Regions from separate parts of the Sus scrofa genome. Here regions 1 and 2 are each linked to region 3. The links are chromatin contacts, called in public HiChIP or PLAC-seq maps. All regions are on one chromosome and are shown on one strand. Each heading gives the region's core, a stretch centred on a gene start, on an enhancer-like site or on the middle of the called end of the contact. The rest is flanking DNA. Distances are from core to core; before and after follow the strand shown. Region 1 holds the start of LOC110261347. Region 2 holds the start of SLC35E2B (solute carrier family 35 member E2B). Region 3 holds the start of MMP23B (matrix metalloproteinase-23).

Region 1 (3,753 bases), core at 774-3,273, 62 kb before region 3:
TGTCACCCAGGCTCCTAGCCGCTTCCCCGTCTGGGTTCTGGGCAGCCTCCTTTCACCCCATTCCCGAGAGCTGGCAGGAGGAGCCCCTCCATACCCTGCCGCTCCCAATTCAGGACCATCCCCCTGCCTGCCTAAGTCCAGCTCTGGGCAGGCAGCCCTACCCACTGCACCCTCTATGGCCCTGCACCACGACCCCCGCTCGCCCCAATCTTTTGACCCTCAGAAGAGGATGGGTTCAGGTTTTGGGGGGCTAAAGCTCAAGCAGCAGGGGAGCCGTGTTTAGGAAAAAGCACAAAGAAACAAACACCAACTTAAGAGCGTCTACAGCTCTGGCACTGGGAGAGGTGGCACCCATGGCCTTTCCCAAACCCCGAGTCCCTCTGTGGCAGATCCCCTATCCTCTGCCCCGCCTGCACTGGCCTAACCACATGCAGCCCTACCCTCAAGCCGGCCGCTGGCCCCGCTGCTGGCCTTTCCCTCTCCCCACTCAGCCCGGCTCTTTCCAGCCCTGCCCTGGCGTCACCCCAAGCAAAACCTACTCTAGGAAGCTTCTGGAGGCCCTAAAGCGCCCCTCCCAGCACTGGCCTTCCTGATTGCAGGGTGTGAGCTGGCAGCTTGGAATCCCTGGGTGGGACCCAGGGCCTGCTGGGAGAAATTGCACAATTACACTCAGCTGAAGGAAGCCCGCACGCAGCCCCTGTTTTCTTACTTCTGAAATGGGGAAGCACTGTGGCCTGAAGCCTATGGCCAAGGCCCAGGCGGCACATTTCCGTGAGTAAGACGAGTAAGACGCACCTGTACAAGCTCCCTTTAGGGAGGGGTACACAGGATGCATGCCTGCTGTGTGCCGTGGCTGGCGACAAGGCTGGAACTCCTGCCTTGCAGCCTTCTGTGCAAAGTGCCCCCCCTGCTCTAGAAGGTTCCCAGGAGGCCTAGCCTAGCATTAGTATTGTTGACAATCATACTCCAACCCACAGCTCAAAAGGCTTTGCTTTTCTCAGGGTGTGGCTAATGGTCACTTTGGGGAAGTGGTTGAGTTTACAAAAGAGCCCGATGGGGAAGTTACAGAACTTGAGAAACCCCCTCCAGTTCCCGCCATCTGCCTCCCTCTCCACTCACCCTCGGTGACCCCACTGACCAGGGGTCCTAGGACAGCAGTGAGAGGTGTGTTCCAGGTCTCCAGACACAGGCCCAGGAGTCCTGGCTAGAGAAGACTCGCCCTCAGGTATGGGGGCGGGAAGGTAGAAGCCAGGCTGCTCAGAGGACTCTAGTCCACACATGGCCTCGGTCAGGTGCTTCTTGTCCCGGGAGCAGGGCTCTAGGAAGGAATAACGGCAGGCCCTGAGAGCCAGGCGATTACAAAGCCTGGTGCCTGGCCAGCCTCATCTACAGTGACCCTGCATCTGCTTGTTCCCAGACACGTCCCCGGAGAGAGGCACACAGCTGGGATCCCTGACGTCCGGCACCCAGGTGGTGGGTAACCAGTCAGTTTGGCGAGCCTTGGGGGAAAGGGCTTGGGGGCGAGGGGTGTGCAACGTCACCTTGGTCCCCCTCCTCTCTAGGTCCTCCAGTACGGGGCTCGCGGGTTAGGGAGAACAGTGTCAGCAGGTCCCTTGAGACCCCAGGCCCAGGTCTAGGTGTGCAGGGACCCGCCAAGCCGCTCAGGGTGGGCAAGCGCGGGCGGCCCAGGGGCACAGCTCTGTTGCTGCTGCGCATACCGACTTCTGCTTCCCAAAACACACTCCTGTTAAGCAGAGCCACGCCCTGGCAGTTACAGGGTCTGTGGCGGGTGGTGTCGCCACTCGCGGGGCCTGCAGTCAGCTCACCAGGCCCGCGGGGCAGAGAAGCGGGGGGCCGAATGGGGGGCGGGGCATGAGGCCCGAGAACGCGCTTCCGACGCGGCGCGGGGAGTGGGCACCAGGGTCCTCCCGGGGCTGCTGCGGAGGTGTTGGCAGCCGGGGTCCCGCCCCCAGGCCCGGGCGGACGCCCGTGCGGGCGGCCGCGGCGCGCGCGGGGCGGGGCGGGGCGCGTGCGTAGACGCGGGGGGCGGGGCGGTCTCCTACGCAGGCGCGCGGGTCCGCGCGGGGGTCAGCCGGGGCGCGCGTGCGCACTGGCGGCGCGGCGGCATCGCTACTCCGCGGGCCGGCGCCGCGGGCCGGGCGGCCGTGGGGCGGGGGGCGGCCATGGGGCGGGAGTCGGCCGCGGCGCCGGGAGCCGGCTAGCGACGGCGAGCGGCGGCGGGGCTGCGGAACCCGCGGGCGCGTCCCAGCGAGACGACGGCCCCGCAGGCGCCCGGGGAAGCGAACGGTGAGCGCGCGTCCCCTCGGCCCAGCCCGCCGCCCAGGGTCATGGGAGCGGGTGCTGGGGTCGCAGGGCCAAGGCGTCCCTGCCCACCGCACGGGTGTGGAGCTGGGAGGCGCTGGCCGGCCGCCCCTGCCTCAGGCTCGGCGCAGGTGTCGGGGCGGCCGGACGGAGTCCGCGCTGTGGGGACAGCTTGGAGGGTCCGGTCCTCAGGCGAGGCGGTCACTTAGGGGGTCACGTCGCGGTATGACTCCTGGGAAGGCGCGTCTGAGCTCGCTGCCCAGCGCCTCCCCGACGACCCGGCGGCTGGCCCGCTGGGTCCTGGCTGAGACCCTGTTCCCTTTGCCTTCCTGTCCGGCGCGCCGCGGTCCACGTGCGGGAGCGCCTCGCCCTGCTGGGTGCGCCCCACTCCGGCCTCCCCCCCCGAGCCTCCCGGCCGTGACCTCTGCTCTTGCCGCAGGGACTTGAGGGCAGGGACATGGGGGCGGGCAGCTCCGGGCGGCACGGACACGAGCTCCCCAGAAGAGGCCCCGGTGCTCTGGTCTCCGCTGAACTTGTGAGTGGGCTTGGTCCCGGTGCTTAACTCGCTCACCGCCTCGAGGGTTTTCGGGGAGGTGCCAGGAGCAAGCGGTGCCCCAGTAAGAAAGACGGGAACCCCGCGAAGGTCTGTTTAAGCTGCAGAATCAAGAGGCAGGTGGTTCTTCCCGCGGGTTGGTGCCCTCGCACCTTCTTGGCCTCAAGTCGGGGCTTCTCTCTGGACGCGGATGTTCCAGCGTCGGAGGGGGCATTGGCGGGGTTGGGGGGCGCTCTTCTGCCTGCAGGGTCTCCCTGAAGGCTTGCCCTCCCCTGCTGACCGGCACTGGCCCTCAAGGGGGTCGGGGGTGACTCCGGGATTCCTTTCTCTGGCTCACGCTCTGCTGTGTCTCCCAGACCCGCAGTTTCCCGGCCCGGGTACAGGCAGATAGGTGTTCAGACAGTTGGAGAGAAGCTGGGTGAGGGCGGCCTGGAGGGATGCGAAGCTCTGCCGCAGGTGGCATGGTACCCGCTTCCTTCCGAGCTAAGCAGCCACCCCTGTCCACCCGCCCCAGGTCTCTTATTTTGCTCCTTTGTGTGGCCCCCGTAGGCTGGCTCTTCGGTCACCTTTTGTGCCGAGCTTTCCAAAAGGCCTTTCTGGGTTCAGACCCCCTGGGTGACTGCCCAGTTTGATCAAGTCCTTGCCAGCACTTTGCTTTTTAGGGCTGCACCCACAGCATATGGAGGTTCCCAGGCGAGGGGCCCAATCCGAGCTGCAGCTGCTGGCCTTCACCACAGCCACAGCAATGCCAGAGCCGAGCCATGTCTTCGACCTATGGTAACACCGAATCCTTAACCCACTGAGTGAGGCCAGGGATCAAATCCACAACCTCATGTTTCCTCGTCGGATTCCTTTCCACTGCGCCACGATGGGAACTC
Region 2 (3,672 bases), core at 927-3,426, 41 kb before region 3:
ACCCTGGCCAGACTAGTCTTTGACTCCCAAGTTCTGCTTCTTGGAATCCAGTGAAAAGAAGCTAAAACTACAGCAAATTTGCATAAAACTGCACCGATGCTTTGTTGTGGCTTCCCTGAGACCCAGGGTGAAATTACTCCTGCTGCCTTCATAGGCAACAAAGCCGTGTCTCCTGCAAGAACTTAGACAAGAACTGTGTGGAAACTAATAGAGGGAAGCCTCAATTCTAGTAGTGTCAGGGGGTAGCTCTCAGGCTCACACCCCTCAACCTTGATATGGAACCAATAGCAGCAGAGTCCCTTCCATCTGTGATGAGAAGCAAGCTACTTTTTTTTTTTGCCTTTTTTAGGGCCACATCCGTGCCACATGGAGGTTCCCAGGCTAGGGTCAAATGGAGCTGTAGCCGCTGGCCTACACAACAGCCACAGCAAGACCAGATCTAAGCCACATCTGGGACCTTCATCACAGCTCATGGCAACACCGGATCCTTAACCCATTAGGTGAGGCAGGGATGGAACCCGCAACCTTGTGGATACTAGATGGATTCGCTTCCACAGTGCCATGACGGGACCTCCTGGACTTTTTGTTTATAACAACTTCCCCTTTCTCCTCTTTATAAGTTTCCTCTCCTCTGTTTTACCAGACTTGTGAGAGGGTCACCACAGTTGGGTGTCCAAAGTCACAACGCATTGCTGCTGCCAAACTCATTTCACAGTAAAATAACTGGCTGTTTTGTTGTTTTAGGTGACCAGCCATTAGCGGGACAAAGAGAAAGGGGCAGGACCCAAACTCTGGAAATGTGACCACAGAGCAGGGGCTTCCTTGGCAGTGGCTGGAGGCCTGGGCAGCGCTGCCCAAGGGCTAGCTGGAAGCCCAGGAGGCAGGGAGCACTGTCCTGTGTGCCGGGAGCCCAGCCCAGGACAGGAGGGGCCCAGGCTCCTCTGACATCATTTCAAAATTATTAAATGGCACTGTCCCAGATAAAATGTAAGAAAGATCTCAAAACAAATTTTTTTTTTGTCTTTTTGTCTTTTTCCAGGGCCACACCCACAGCATATGGAGCTTCCCAGGCTAGGGGTTGAGTCGGAGCTGTAGCCGACAGCCTACGCCAGAGCCACAGCAACGCAGGATCCAAGCTGTGTCTGCGATCTACAGCACAGCTCACAGCGACACTGGATCCTTAGCTCTTTAACCCACTGAGCAAGGCCAGGGATCCAACCTGCAACCTCATGGTTCCTAGTCAGAGTCGTTAACCACTGAGTCATGACGGGAACTCTGCAAAAAATTTTTGATACTTTCTGTAAGTTTGCTTTTGAAACTATTTGTTTCCAAGTAACTCACTGACCATCAACAATCCAGCACAGCTGGGCAGTCATCAAGCATCTCAGTTGGAGTTCCCTGGCACTGTCACCGCTGTGGTGCTGGTCACCATTGTGGTGTGGGGTTGGCCTGGGAACTTCGGAATGTCACAGGTGTGGCCCCTCAGAAAATCCCGTCATCTCAGGGTTTTGTGCAAAGTAGGAAAAGCCACCCCATAAACTTGTTGAGGGTCCTGCACACTCAATTTAGAGATGATGAAAATGGCACCATATAATGTTCAGAGGTAAGTACACATGAATTTCATTTTTTTGCTGTTTTTGTTTTTGTTTTGTCTTTTTCTAGGGCTGCATCCGTGGCATATGGAGGTTCCCAGGTTCACAGAAATGCCAGATCTGAGGCGCATCTGCAACCTACACCAGGGCTCATGGCAATGCCAGATCCTTAACCCACTGAGCGGGGCCAGGGATCGAACCCCCAACCTCATGGTTCCTAGTCAGATTCGTTGACCATTGAGCCACGACGGGAACTCCGATGCTTTCTTTTATTTTGCATTTTCAGGGCCAGGCCCTTGACCAGCCCCTGGGGCTCCCCTGATGCTCCTCCAGTTACAGTCTCTAAAGAATCTCACGGAAAGCCCTGCCTGTGGGTGCCTAGGGATGGGCAGATACCACCCTCCATTAACTGACCCTCTGGCCAGGACCTAAAGGAGAAATTTTATTCATTTGTTTTTGTGCGTGCCCACAGCATTTGGAAGTTCCCAGGCTAGGGATCGAAACCGCTCCAAAGCAGTGACCAGAGCCACTGCAGTGACAACCACAGGATCCTTAACCCGCTGTGCCACAGGGAATTCTGAAACTTTATTAATTTTAAAACAATATGGAAAAAATGCAAAAGTTTGGCCAAAAAGCAGTCGTTAAGAAGAGCCCATTAGCTGTACCCTTGCTCCTAAAACTTAAGTTAAAAAGTAAGCAGGGGAGGAAAACCGGACAAGAGAGACTAGGCCAGCAGCAGGAGCAACCGGCCAGGCGGAGCCTGGCACCCAAGCGGGCCTAGGCCACGCCCCTGGGCGGGGCTACCCACCGCTCCTCCAATCACCGCAGCGCCAGGGGGCGTGGCCTCGGGATCCAGCAGCTCCCAGAGCTCCTGCGCTGGTCGCCTCAGCCCATCTCTCCTTCCCTAAAGTAGGTGTGTTGCGGCTGGAGTTTCGTCCCTTGAAACCCAAACCCGGAGAGCGGCCCCTAGGGGCTTGTAGGTCTTCGCCTCCACGGACTGGCCGCCTCTCCAGGGCCGCGGTGGTCCGGCCCCGAGGGGGCCAAGGGGGCAAATGCCGAGCGCGCTGTTGCCCAGCAGCACCTTCCCCTCCTGAGCCCCGGTCGTACAGCCTGGAGGGTGACAAGGGAAGTACAGAGCGGGGAACTGCCCAGCAGCGCGTCTCCGGCCCCGGCTACACAGCAGCGGCGACGAAGGCGGGACACTCGCAGCGAGCGGCAGCGAGTCCCTCCGGACTGCGAGGAGCGGCCGCGGGCTTCCGATACGTCACTTCCGGATCCCGGCTTCCGTGTCGACAGCCTCACTTCCGTTCCGGCTCGCCCCGCCCCCGGCCCCGCCCCGCCGCCCGGAGGGACCCGCGGGTCCGCTCGGGGCCCGCCCACCTCACCTGGGCCGGGTCTGCTGCCGTTCGCTCCCGGAGCCACCGTCGCCGGGAGGTGGGCGGGGCCCTGTGTGTGGGCGGGGCGGCGGGGCGGCGGGGCGGCGGGGCGGCGGGGCGGCGGGGCGGCGGGGCGGCGGGGCGGCGGGGCGGCGGGGCGGCGGGGCGGCGGGGCGGCGGGGCGGCGGGGCGGCGGGGCGGCGGGGCGGCGGGGCGGCGGGGCGGCGTCCCGAGGCTACGTGGTCCGCGCGCCGTCTGGCCGCGGGCTTCCTTGGTGGGTGACGTCCTGAATAAAGCTGGCCGGGCGGGTTGCCTCCGGGGGTCGCCCCTCTCTCCGGCCTCCTCCCTCCCCCGGCCTGCGGACCCCCTTGCGGGCGCGGCCATTGGGCACCCCAGAGCCTCGGCCCGCGCGTGGCCCAGTCGTCCGGGGCCGTCCATCCTCCCGAGGCCCGGCAACCGCAGGGTGACTGTCCCTCGCGTCCACCACGTGAAGCCCCCAGGCCGCCTCTCAGGGTGGATGGCGCGGCCGCGGGGCGCTGTCTCGCTCGACACAAGGCCCCCGGGGCGGGCCCCGCGTTCCTGCCCCGCGTCCGCTCAGCTCCTGAAGCGGAGCTGGGGCTGGGGGTCTCCGGGTCCGGTGGAGGCCCAGGAGGGGCGGGGGCTGGGCGTCCTCGGGCAGGGCTGGGGGCTCGGCGCCCTGCACG
Region 3 (3,628 bases), core at 539-3,038:
ACGTGCACCAGGTCGGTGAGCCACACGCCTGCGGGCCCCTGCAGGTCAGCGCCTCGGACCCCGGCCCAGCCCTCCACCCCCCGCCGGCCGCGCAGCTCCCTGCAGCCCACACAGCTGCGGCAGTGCAGGGAGCCTCCCTCCGCGCAGCCATGGGCAGATAAGAATGTTCCGAGCCAGCGAGGCGGTGAGCTGGCCCCCAGGAATGCGGCTCCGGCTCCGGCTCCAGTGGCGTGGGGTGGGGGGGAGGGTCGGGGCTCCCAGAACCCAGGCCTACGGCCTTTCGAAGCCTCCCCTCCCGGCCTGCTTGACCCCAGACCCCAGCCACGACCCCCCAAAGCCCTCCCGCTGTGCCCACCGTGGTGCGAGGGCCCCACTGAGGCCAGGCCGGCCGTCACCTTTCTTCCAGCTGTAGCGTGTGGGGCCCAGGACCCAGTACTCGCTGTCGTCAAAGTGGATGCCGCCGTGCGGGGGGAAGAAGGCGTGGGCCAGCTCGCCCGTGGGGCCGTCGAAGCAGTGGTGCAGCGGGGAGACCAGGCAGTCGGTGTGGTTGACGGGGTAGAAGCCTAGGGGAGCACAGGGCTGAGAGGCGGCCCCGGGGCGGGGCAGGGGCGCAGTGCCCATCTCTGCGGAGGTCGCCCACCTATGCGGAGGTCGCTGGGCTGCTCGGGGGCCACCTCGCGGAAGCTGAAGGGGGACACGTCGCTCCACATGCGAAAGGCGGCGGCCAGGCCCCGCCGGGTTTCGCTGGGGCTCAGCAGGTTCCTCGGGAAGGAGAGGATCCTGGGGAGCGGGGTGGCTGGTCAAGGTCAGGGCTGGCGGCCAGGCGGCCCCGCACTGCTCCCCAGGGCCAGGGTCGCACCTGTACGTGAGGTTAAAGTGGTCCCAACGCAGCCTGGCGGGGGTCAGCGTGTAGCGGCGTCTTCGAGGCGCCTGGGGGTGCAGGGGGCCGAGGCTCGGGGTGGTCGGGGCGCCCATGGGGTGGGGCGCGGCGTCTCCCTTCAAGGGAAGCAAGTGGTCCGTGGGGAGGCAGCAGGAGCTGTCTCTAAGCCCAGGACGCGGAGGAAAAGGGCCTGGAAGGAAACGGAGGCACCGCCTCCGGCGAGCGCTTTCGGTGCCGCTCTTTGCCTTTCTGCGTCCGAAGGTTCTCCACCCCGGGCGAGGGTTAACAGCCAAAAAGAGAAAGGTTACCAAAACCCAGCTAGGTCGGAGGCGGAGCTGGCGACAGATGCTCCCCCCCACCCCCACCGGCGGACGCACGGACTCGCGGACACAAGGACTCACACCCGGACCGCGGGCGGCCCCGACCCGCCCGCTTCCCGCTCCCCCTCTCACTTGCGCTGCGCTCGCCGCGAGCCGGGCCGCCGGGGCCCCGAGCCGGGCCAAGAGCAGGAGCGCGGGTAGCAGGCACAGCGCGCCCAGCACAGCTCCGAGCCGGCGGGCCTGGTCGCGGGCCCCCGACGCCGCCGAGGGGACGCAGGCGCGGCGGCCCATGGCGCCTGCGGACTCGCTGTCGGGGCTCATCGGGGCGGTGGGGAGGCGCGGCGGCGGCTCGGGTTACAGCCCTGCGGGGAGGGGGGCGCGGCCGCCCCTGAAGGGAACCAGCTGGCCGCCCGCTGTCGGGAGCAACCCCGCCGCCTCCAGCCTGGGACGCGGGGACCTGGGCTTGTGGGTTGGTGGCAGTGGCCTGGGCAGGGCCCGCTGGGCGGGGTCATGGAGGGGGAGTAAGACAAGAAGGGCCCCCGGACGCCAGAGAAGGGACAGCTCAGGCTTAGGCAGGGCTGGTCGCCTGGGGTCCCCAACTCGCTGGGGGGTTGAGTGACTTGGCAGCTTTTTTCCTAAACCGAGCCCCCGCCCCAGCCCGCTGGACACTGAATGAGACCCGGGAGCGTGGCCAGCTCTGGACACGTCTCCCCACTCCATCCCCGCAGACGCAGGCCTCACAGGGACCCCACGAGAGGGGAGGGACGCAACGGGAGGGGACGTGGCAAGTGGGTACGGTGCTGAGGAGAAAGAGGGAGAGGGGCAGCGCCCGCAGAGCGAGGCTTGGGGAACCAGGCAGGAAGGGGACCTTCCTGGGGGCGAGAGGGGACGCGCACAAGGGGCGGGGGTGGGGGCGCAGGAGCCGGGAATCCCCACTAGGCGCCCTCAGGGGGCGGCTGCACGGCCCAGGTCTCCAAGGTCCCGGGTAGGGGCTGGGCGACTGGCTGTCCTGGGGGCAGGAGACTCGACAGGGCTCCTTCAGGCAGCGCCTGGCAGAGGAGCCGTGCCAGACGGGATGCTGGCGAGGGCGCTCTGGGCTGGGGGAACCGGGATCCAGGGCAGGGAGGCCCGCGGGGCGGAGCCGACTGAGGGGAGGGGAGATGAGGTGGGGGCGGGGGCTGGGGCTGGGGCTGGGGGCGGAATCGGGCGAGTGGCAAGGCGCCGAGCCGGACGAAGCCGGGGGTGCTGGCCCTCCCCGTTCTCCATCCAGGCCTGGAGCCCAGAGTGACAGTGGCGCGCCGGGCCAGCGGGGTCAGCGCCAAGTGGCTGGCGAGCAGCCGTGAGGCTCCGGGGGAGCTTTTCGGGTGGTTCTTGGAAAGCGCCCGGCCGCTGGGCCCAGACGGGCCCAGACGAGGGCAGCGCCCCCCTCCGTGGCTAAACATCTGTGCCAATAAACCAACACCCCGCCCTGTGCCGTGCCCTCTCCCCAGGTCCGTGTTCCGCCCCCCAGGCTCAGAGGTCCTGAGACAGACGCCTGGCCCTCTCCCGTCTAGCCAAGACCCCACAGGCCCGTCGTGAGATCGGGTCTGGCCAGAGCCTGTGTCCACGGCCGCTCCAGGCGCAGGGAGGCGGCGCTGCGGGGGCTTCGGCCCACCCACTGCTCCTGGACGACACTGCGGGCCTGTGCCCCATCCCTTCTGGCCGAGGCCGGGCGGGACCTCCGGCCAAAGCGCAGAGCCCCAGAGCTGGATCAGCGGCATAAATGGAGCGGGGGCGGGGGCAGGGGGGGGCCGCGCGGCCCCGCCGCAGGCAGGCAACCAGATGCGAAGAGTCCGTACATCTTTTTATAAAACAGAGGGTAGGGGCCTGCGAAGGAGGTCGCGGGGCGTGGCGCCGGAACCAGGCGGGCGCGGCCGGGACGCGGGGTCGAGGGGGAGGCGCGAGCTAGACGAAGATCTGGATGCGGTCGCGGATGGGCTGGCGGCAGATGGGGCAGGCGCTGAGCGCGGCTCCGCAGGGCGCGCACGCGCCGTGGCCGCACTGGAACACGAGGCGGATGTGGCTGTCGATGCAGATGGGGCAGGTGATGCGCTCCTCCATCTGCCGGTAGCGGCTCTGCAGCTCCTCCACCAGCTGCCGCGGCGGACCAGGTGCGGGGCCCGCGCTGAGCACCTCCGTGCCGTCTGCGGGAAGGGGTCTCCGTCAGGGCCGGGGGGCCGTGGGGAGCAGGGCCCTGGGGGAGAACCTCCGGGAGGGCGAGCGTTGGAGTGCGCCCCCACCCGGGGGCGGGGCCGTGGGGAGCGGGCGGGGCCGGGGGCGGGGCCGAGCCCCCACCTGGCCGCAGCTTCTTGCCGATGACCACCTGGCATCTGATGCACTTCTTCATCCTGCGCGCACACTCTGCAGGGGGGCGCATGAGCGTAAGCGG

Evidence for each region. HiChIP or PLAC-seq counts read pairs in DNA pulled down with a chosen protein or histone mark.
Region 1: a contact with region 3 is called in an H3K27ac HiChIP or PLAC-seq map of skeletal muscle. The contact joins the promoter of LOC110261347 here to the promoter of MMP23B in region 3. A contact is called at or near these places in 3 of 47 Hi-C or Micro-C datasets (embryonic fibroblasts, heart right ventricle and liver) and 2 of 2 datasets of contacts at active chromatin or transcription factors (alveolar macrophages and skeletal muscle).
Region 2: a contact with region 3 is called in an H3K27ac HiChIP or PLAC-seq map of skeletal muscle. The contact joins the promoter of SLC35E2B here to the promoter of MMP23B in region 3. A contact is called at or near these places in 5 of 47 Hi-C or Micro-C datasets (embryonic fibroblasts, heart right ventricle, liver and 1 more) and 2 of 2 datasets of contacts at active chromatin or transcription factors (alveolar macrophages and skeletal muscle).

Annotation. Positions count from the first base shown.
Region 1 is chr6:63,861,468-63,865,220 of Sscrofa11.1, reverse strand. LOC110261347 reads right to left here and starts at 2,023. Exons shown (of 3, transcript XR_002345412.1): 1 at 1,827-2,023; 2 at 1,120-1,318. It overlaps NADK (NAD kinase), which reads left to right and starts at 1,084. Exons shown (of 12, transcript XM_021097484.1): 1 at 1,084-1,225; 2 at 1,418-1,473.
Region 2 is chr6:63,840,904-63,844,575 of Sscrofa11.1, reverse strand. It overlaps SLC35E2B (solute carrier family 35 member E2B), which reads left to right and starts at 2,176. Exons shown (of 10, transcript XM_021097474.1): 1 at 2,176-3,026.
Region 3 is chr6:63,799,828-63,803,455 of Sscrofa11.1, reverse strand. It overlaps MMP23B (matrix metalloproteinase-23), which reads right to left and starts at 1,788. Exons shown (of 8, transcript XM_021097479.1): 1 at 1,333-1,788; 2 at 860-996; 3 at 641-780; 4 at 356-563; 5 at 1-28. The coding sequence starts at 1,521. It overlaps MIB2 (E3 ubiquitin-protein ligase MIB2), which reads right to left. Exons shown (of 20, transcript XM_021097467.1): 19 at 3,535-3,600; 20 at 3,031-3,383. The coding sequence ends at 3,145.